Regions from separate parts of the Salvelinus alpinus genome. Here region 1 is linked to region 2. Evidence: chromatin contacts called from public Hi-C data. All regions are on one chromosome and are shown on one strand. Each heading gives the region's core, a stretch centred on a gene start, on an enhancer-like site or on the middle of the called end of the contact. The rest is flanking DNA. Distances are from core to core; before and after follow the strand shown. Region 1 holds the start of LOC139553380 (calmodulin-1). Region 2 holds the start of ttc7b (tetratricopeptide repeat domain 7B).

Region 1 (4,031 bases), core at 687-3,186, 130 kb before region 2:
TAGTACAGCACAGATTAGTTGTAAAACATTGGTAGTACAGAACAGATCCAAAACATAATCCTAACATTATGCTAATTTAACTGTAGCTTCAAAGATGAGTTAAACAAGTTTCCTGTTTAAAAGAGGCATATTGTTGATCCATCCTCAGTTTTCTGTGTGTGTGTGTCGTAGTTAGTTCAGAGTCTGTCAAGAAGAGCTCCTTCAACTGGCAGTCAGCCTAGACACCCAGAGTAGACCTCCTGTAACGCACTGAGCCACAGACACTGAATCTCACTCCTACCCAGCAACAACTAGTACAGTATTACCAGTCATGGGCAAGTATTTAAAAAGCATCCTAGGGTAGGAGTGCTGGTCTAGGAACAGTTCACCCCTTGTCCAACTCATCCTATATCAGCACTCCTACTCTGAGATGCTTTATACATTTGAGCCCAGTCCTGAAATCCCTACCAGAGCATGTAGACCTGAGTGACTGGGTCTCACTGGGAACAAAGGGAGTGAGGTCATACTAGTGAGGAGTGCTCTCAGCCTTTTTCAGGAGATCACTGGGGTAGATAGTATTTGAATATGCGCCACTGCTTGCTGTAGAAGGTTCTCCGCTCTTCTTCCTGTGCTTCTTCTTTTCATCTTATTGGATGGGACGTCATTCTTATCCTCCCTATCTGTTGTATGTTCAGAAATGTTAGGAGTAAACATTTAAGTACAAATACCACAAGCTATTGACTTTTGGGTGAAACTCTCAAAAACGGTCAATGCTCAGATCATATCATCACACAAAAGAGATAATTTGAGGTCAATTATGTAATAACAACAAGACTATGCAATAACATTCAAAGCCACTCGATAAAACCTCCAGTGCTTCTCAAAGAGGACAGAATGCCTTATCCTTTCTCCTGTACAATGGAGCATGAAATACTATTCTGTCACAGAGAAAGGGAAATAACTGAATAACGATTAAACAATTTTATGATAATAACACAACATATTGTTTCTGCTGGTTGTGTCGCATTGGCTTTCTCAGTGGCTCGCTGGTGGACAGAAAGAACATCGTCGGTGCAGAAACTTTGATTGCTCAGCCATTCTAGTTCCGAGGAGAGAGAGAGGAGGCATATCTAATCAATCGCATTTAGTTCTCGCACTGTGTCAATGGGTTTAGGGTTTTGCATTTTGGGGGGACGTTAGCTATGTTACGAGCAGACTGTGTTACCGATGGCAAAGACACTTAGCTAGCTATAGTAAAATTGTGTTGGGAGCTATTTAGCTAACAAACTAGAGAAACTATCAAGCTGACTCTGACAGCTCTTTTAATACGTTCTGTCAAAGGCAGAAACGTTGCACTTGCGTTTACTTTCACTAGATCTATCTTTCGAAGTCCCGGGCTGTCACAGAAAGAGGGCTGGCTGGTTCACACATCCACTAAACATAAATAAACATTTTTGGTAATACCTTTAGGTGCATTCTCAGGTTTTGTATTTGATAATCCTGCAAAAGATGGAAATAGAGCCATGTGTTGTTCTCCTCTGCATGTAAACAGTCGGATAAATATGACGTCATCTCGGAAGCGACTGTGGTTTGTTGGAGGGGTAGTAGCTATAATTTTAGGCTAAATCATGTTATCTTGAATGCACATTTTATGATTTAGTTTAGCCTATTCATCTTTGAGCATGAATCAATCAGTCACTTCCATAGACTGATTAAAGCGGGAATATTGTTGGGACTCATCGTTAATTCAATGGTTTGCCAGTCCATTGATTGTAAAATCAATCCTAATTACTATTAAACAGTTTGTTTAGCCATAGTAAATCTTGATTTTTGTATTCAGTACTGGTCTAATTTACAAAATAGACTTGGAATCAGCACAAGCTTTCTAATATTGTAATTCTCTATTCCTTCATCGAAACCCGTCATTTAAAATCCCGCGACTACATGTTCCGTGTATGTTTGCGGTGACCAATCGCCTATCACCACCACTCCTCCCGAAAAACTCAAATCGAGCCCTTGCCAGGTGAGGAGGAAACATTTTGAGACACTACAAAGACTGAAAGAAACGTCTTGTCGTAAGCAATTATTACAGTATTGCAAAAATACTCAGTGTTACAATGTAGACTGTCCGGTTACACCGTTTTCCAAAACTACTGAGGTAACATTAGGCGCCATTGCTTGACGCATTGCAGATCCAACGTAGCCAATCTTAGGCGCTCGTACAGTGAACAGAATATTGCAGGTCCACAGTAGCCAATGAGGAACGCCGTCTCAAAAATAACCGCAATTTCTCCAGCGTCAACAAAGAGACAGGCCCGTGTGTTTTAAAGTATTCTTCCGCATAGATACAACAGTGCGTTGCAAAAAGTAGAGCGCCCGTGTTCCAACTCGAGCTCATCAGGAACCTGTCAATTCAGTGCACAGACAGACATTTGTCGAAGTGAACTACAATCTGTACTGTTTGCCATATGACCAAAGCCGCTGCCACAACCTATTCTCTGCCTATGTCAACAATTGACTGTTTTTTTTGCAACATTTTTTTTGTAAATATGACATGTGTGTTAGGTGTTAGGTTTTTTATTATCACAAACAGCATGCAGAATCGAGATACACAACCTAGTAATTATTTGCATACACTGATCAAAATACAAATGCATCAACTGAATATATGCTTTTCACTTTATTTGAGAATAACAAAGAATAGGCTATAGATATTGAATATGGATCCCCTACTAAGGCATGCTCTCTATAATTTCATTATTAGAAGAAATTACAGATTTAGGATATCATGAAATCTTCTGGAAACAAGTTGGTTCTGAGTTTGCAAAACATTGGAAATAAATATTTTATTTTCACCAGTTGTATTACCAAGGAGTCCAACTATAAAACTCCATTATTGGTACATTTGTCAATGACTGATATTGGGAAATGAATATGAATTCAATATTAATATACTTGCCTACTTCTGTTGCAGAGGTTTAAATGGTTAATTTGCCACGAAAACTTTGAATCACTATGTGTTTTTACTTTCCCAGCTCTATCATCTGTTGAAATAAATCTCTATTATTCTCAGATTATCATTATCACCTTATGCACCAATAACATAATGTAATGCATATGTGTGCCTTTTCCTTTGAAATATAAATCTCTATCTGGTGCTGCTCATCTACAATTCAAAAATAAAGGAATGGCTGGTCAAATGTAGATGTATGAGTAGTTGAGTGTGTAAGTAGCCTACTTTCACCATGTAAGTGTCACTGTTGTGCTGTGTGTGGTCAATAGCTTTTTTTAGTGCCAATTAATCTCTGCTAGGCAAATTGATGCTGAGGAGTGAGGGATCCAGGCTGCCTGTCCTGCAGTGGGAAAATGCGGAAGTGAGTGAGGACGGTTTTCAGCGGCGGAGGAATACACCAAGCTATATAGACACAGATCGCGAGAGATACACAACTTCAACCCATCATTAGAGGTCCACGGGAGCTGGTCAGTCTCGTAGTCTAGTTTTAGAAAACCAACCCATCCAGCGCCGTCAGACATGGTAAGTATAATATTTTGTGTTGCATTCGAAATATTATCCTTTTTAAGTCAAATATAATGAAAGGCAGGAATGCAAAGTTTGCCTGCAGAGGAGGATTCGCGTGAGCTGTTGAACGGTTCGAGTGATCATGCGTCGATGCTGGCTTGTCAGATTGTTGGGTGTCATATCTTTGAGTATTGGAGGCTACAATTCATATTGGTCGGATATAAGACGCATGATAACTCTTTAAAAAGTTTATTTTAGGCTGATAATCGAGGCAATGGCTTCATGTCAGCGAGGCAGACCTAACTATACGCGTCCGTGAATCAGGCGCAGTTTGTGATTTTAATGTTTAACAAAATCGGTGTTATGAGCCGGTAATGTTACGTGTTAATTAAGGTCATGTAACAGAAAATATGTGAGCTATCCAATTTTGATCAAACGGAAGCTGTGAAACCCTTGAGATTTCTGTCCTTTGCCACATGCACAGGCAGACGAACGAATGTAGCTATCTGTTGATGCTGTTCGAGGGACCTGT
Region 2 (3,915 bases), core at 1,123-3,622:
TCAGAGAGGTGCGGGGGGCTGCCTTAAATTGACATCCATGTCTTCGGCGCCAGGGGAACAGTGGGTTAACCGCATTGCTCAGGGGCAGAACGACAGATTTTTACCTTGTCAGCTCGGGGATTCAATCAAGCAACCTTTCGGTTACTGGCCCAACGCTCTAACCACTAGGCTACCTCATTATTAGGAGGAATTATCGGATGTTAGGTACTATACTTATTGAAGATTATATGAATCCTATATATTAAAATGGCCAATTTGGGGGCAATCAATTAGTTTCATTTCTTAGAGATCAAATTAATAATACAAAATAATATGTTTCAGGAATGCTAATCTTATCTGTTTCTAACTACAGAAACGACTTCAGAACAATCTGAGATGGTGGGTGTCGAAATCCTCTCGCTTGTCCTTTTTGAGGTGGAATGGCTCAGGGATAAGAGCGAAGAGAGAGCAATAGTAATGGCGTCTTTTTGTAGGCACTAACTTCGCCATGATTCGTTGGACAAAGTCTTTGGGGAAATTAATGGAGTTTTTGTATGGTTTTGGGATAAATGCCGAAAATAAGGTCTGTGTTGAACCCAGGTTTAGGAGATCTTACACGTTTTGTTCTACAAGATCATTTTCATCAGCAAGCCTCACTTTTTTTGTGAATTATGAAGCATTTACTGTATGTAATCAAATTTTAAAAAACTAAGCACATAAAGGCTTCATTATTCATGAATATCATGTTAACTGACTGATACCATAGCAAAGAACAAAACGTATAATATCTCCTAAGCCTGTGTTAACCTCAGACCTTATTTTTGCCGTTGATCCTAAAACCCTGTTCTTTTTCCATAGGAATGGCTGAACGAACCAGAAGTAACTAATTTCCGGTTATTAGGACTACAAGTTGGCGAGCTCTAAATAGGGAGGACCAAAACTGCTGGTTGGAACTGGGCAGGCTAACTCTCTCATTCTCCTTGATGCAAAAAGACAACTCACTACACATTGAGAAGCCTGGTGTGGTGCAATGTTTGTTAGACTAGAAGAAGATTATAGGCTTAGATTTGTACAAGATTAGTAGGATTAGTGTTATTCAACCCCTAAATGCCACGCTTTTTATAATTTTAAGGTGACTTGTAGGCTAATCCAGTATGTTACGAGTTTAACTGGCCCATTATGCATGACAGGAGAGTGTGACCCTCTGGTCTAACTGACATAGGTATGCCTGTCAGTTTACATCAACAAACATATATTAATTCCAAAATAAGATATTTCAAGGTGAAGTCAGCAATATGACATCATCATACCATCTCAGTGACTTCCTGCTTACAGGTTTTCCACTGGTTACCACAGCCACAAAGTACAAATGTCTATATCGTAAAATCTATGAAAACAGAAACGTGTTTTTAGTCGTCATTTAGGGTTAGGGTTATGCATAAGGTTAGCAGTGTGGTTAAGGTTAGGTTTCAAATTAGATTTTAAGAAGATACATTTTAGAAATAGGCAGGTTCATCACTTTGTGGCTGTGGTAACTAGTGACGACCAACAAACACCAACGGAACCCAAATCTGCCAAGACCGCAAATATTTCTCACCTCCTTGAGGGATACTCATTGCTCAAAGATTTCAATTTAGTTTTTTGTTGATTTCATTAAGTAGTTAGTCGCCCGATGTTATGATGATGTCATTGATATGGAGCCAGGAGTACAAGTAACGTTAGATTCTTAAACTATGTTTATGGAGTCTACCTTATGCAACTGGTAAGACTGCTAGTTAGCTCAGTAAAATATTTCAGAAAATTTTCCTGGGTGAGAACGTTCAACCAGTATGCATAGCGCCAGGAATACTCTCTGCCCAAGACAAGTTTAGCTAGGCACACGGTGGTAGCTATGCTGGCTAGCCCTGGCTTAAATTACAGAAAACTGTCAAAACAAGAAATAGGAAGTGAGCGCGCATGCACACTCAAATGAGCTTTGGCGTTTTCGCTAAATAGTTATAAACCATTACGGTTTTTCAAGATAATTATTTCGTTTTTACAGATGACCTAGAAATGGCTGGCTAGCTGGAACCGACTCGCAATGGAAATTGCATTCACGTTGACGTGGTTAAGAAAGCCCTTGGATTCTGCTCCCTGTCCAGGCCCCAAATCGCTGAATGAACCGCAGAGCAAAAGTAAATCACGAATCGTAGACATATTTCTTACCGTTTGATATTAGTTTGGCAGACAGCTGCCGTACAAGCTCTGGTATCTTGTCCCATTGCCCTTCCGAACGGCATCGTTCTATCTCGGTCTCGAGTCGTGATCCAGACTTTCTCGCTGTCATCTTCAGACTCCGGCGTTAGCAGAGACCAAAACACGACAGCCACGAATCATCAGCTGCGGTACGGGTTGGAATGGAAACAGCGACACCCCCGGTAGCTGTCACTCTCACATCTGTCAGATGTTGAACTGTCAATGGTTTTATTCAGGTTTTATTACCATTTTCAAAAACGCATGTAAGGACATATTCATAGCTATGTATTATATCACCATGTTTGTTTTGTTTAGCCAACGGTTCTAATGTTTACAATGTACAACCAGGCAGTAATGATGAAATACAAATACATTAATACCACACATTCATATTGATACTTTATCCCAAAAGGCTTTAGGACAAGAACAGACATGCTGAAATCTTGCTTTCAAACATATCCCTTCCAAGTCAGTTTTAAGAACAAAACAGTTCATTATTTTCACACCATTCACATTAGTGCCCTACAATACACATTTCAAATATTGAGCTTATTCTTGGCAGTAGAGTTTGGGCAAGTAAAAAAGCTTTCTAACCCAAGTCATATGAATAATAACACTTGGCTGTTTAGGTAGAAGAAACTGGCTGTGGTAGATGGTGATGGTATTGCTAGAATTTGTATCTATTGGAATCTCCAAACTACTCCAGCTACTACTCCAGCTCTCTATGGTTTAGGGGCATATCTTTAGTAAAACCTGCTCCATATAAAGGTTAAAACATGCAGGCCCACTTTATTTTGTACATTAAAATGATGCTCCAGAGCTTTTGTATAATTTGAGCCAGTAGTTTTAAAAGTAGTTCTCATGAACCAAACAGGTCCCTGAAAATTGTGCACCATTGTGTATTAAGTCATCCACATAAGATCCCGGACTACATCTTTAAGACGCATATTGGTTCTGCTCTCGGCAACACACAGCATCTGGAAGTGCAGTATGAGTGTCATTAAGATAGACGGCAAGAAACAAATGAATACTACATTGGAAGGTGTAAGACATTTAGCCAACTTAAAGATATAGACAGTCATTTCAGGTACCCTACTAGTAATATAATAATAGGTGATTAAAAAATACAAGAAGTAGAACTGGCAGAGACAGGTATGGCAAGAGAGAATAATGGATATTTGGCAAGGTTACAGTACATTGGAGGCTGATGTACTGTAACGTTCTATAGATCTAACAGTGTTGGTCCATTTATATTGTGCATTTATCCTATGGCTTTGAGCTACTGTTAAGGCAAACCTGTAGAAAATCAGAGTCTGGAAATTCATTTTCTCCATATCTGTTTTTATCTTGCCCACTAAAGATGGTATTGGAACATACAGTGAGCTCCGAAAGTATTGGAACAGTGACCATTTCTGTTGTTGTTTTGGCTCTGTACTCCAGCACTTTGGATTTTAAATTATACAATGACTATGAGGTTAAAGTGCAGACTTTCAGCTTTAATTTAGTTACGGATAGTCCTGAATGAATCGTGAATAATGATGAGAAATATCATAACCCCCCCCAAAGAAATGCTAACCTCCAGTTATTGTAATGGTGAGAGATTAGCATGTATATTTTTTCATCTAACATTCTCATCATTCACGACTATCCGTAATCATAGTAGAGTCAACATTAATGTAGAAGTGTTTATAAACATTAAAT

The links. A called contact is a pair of places that touch in the nucleus more often than the background predicts.
Region 1: a Hi-C map of red muscle shows a contact between it and region 2, with 4 times the contacts expected there. The contact joins the promoter of LOC139553380 here to the promoter of ttc7b in region 2. A contact is called at or near these places in 2 of 3 Hi-C or Micro-C datasets (muscle and red muscle).

The regions. Positions count from the first base shown.
Region 1 is chr25:12,430,042-12,434,072 of SLU_Salpinus.1, reverse strand. It overlaps LOC139553380 (calmodulin-1), which reads left to right and starts at 1,936. Exons shown (of 7, transcript XM_071365651.1): 1 at 1,936-2,002; 2 at 3,292-3,514. The coding sequence starts at 3,512. It also overlaps the pseudogene LOC139553035.
Region 2 is chr25:12,300,216-12,304,130 of SLU_Salpinus.1, reverse strand. ttc7b (tetratricopeptide repeat domain 7B) reads right to left here and starts at 2,372. Exons shown (of 21, transcript XM_071365640.1): 1 at 2,185-2,372. The coding sequence starts at 2,305. It overlaps LOC139553375 (breast cancer metastasis-suppressor 1-like protein-A), which reads right to left. Exons shown (of 4, transcript XM_071365645.1): 4 at 2,573-3,915.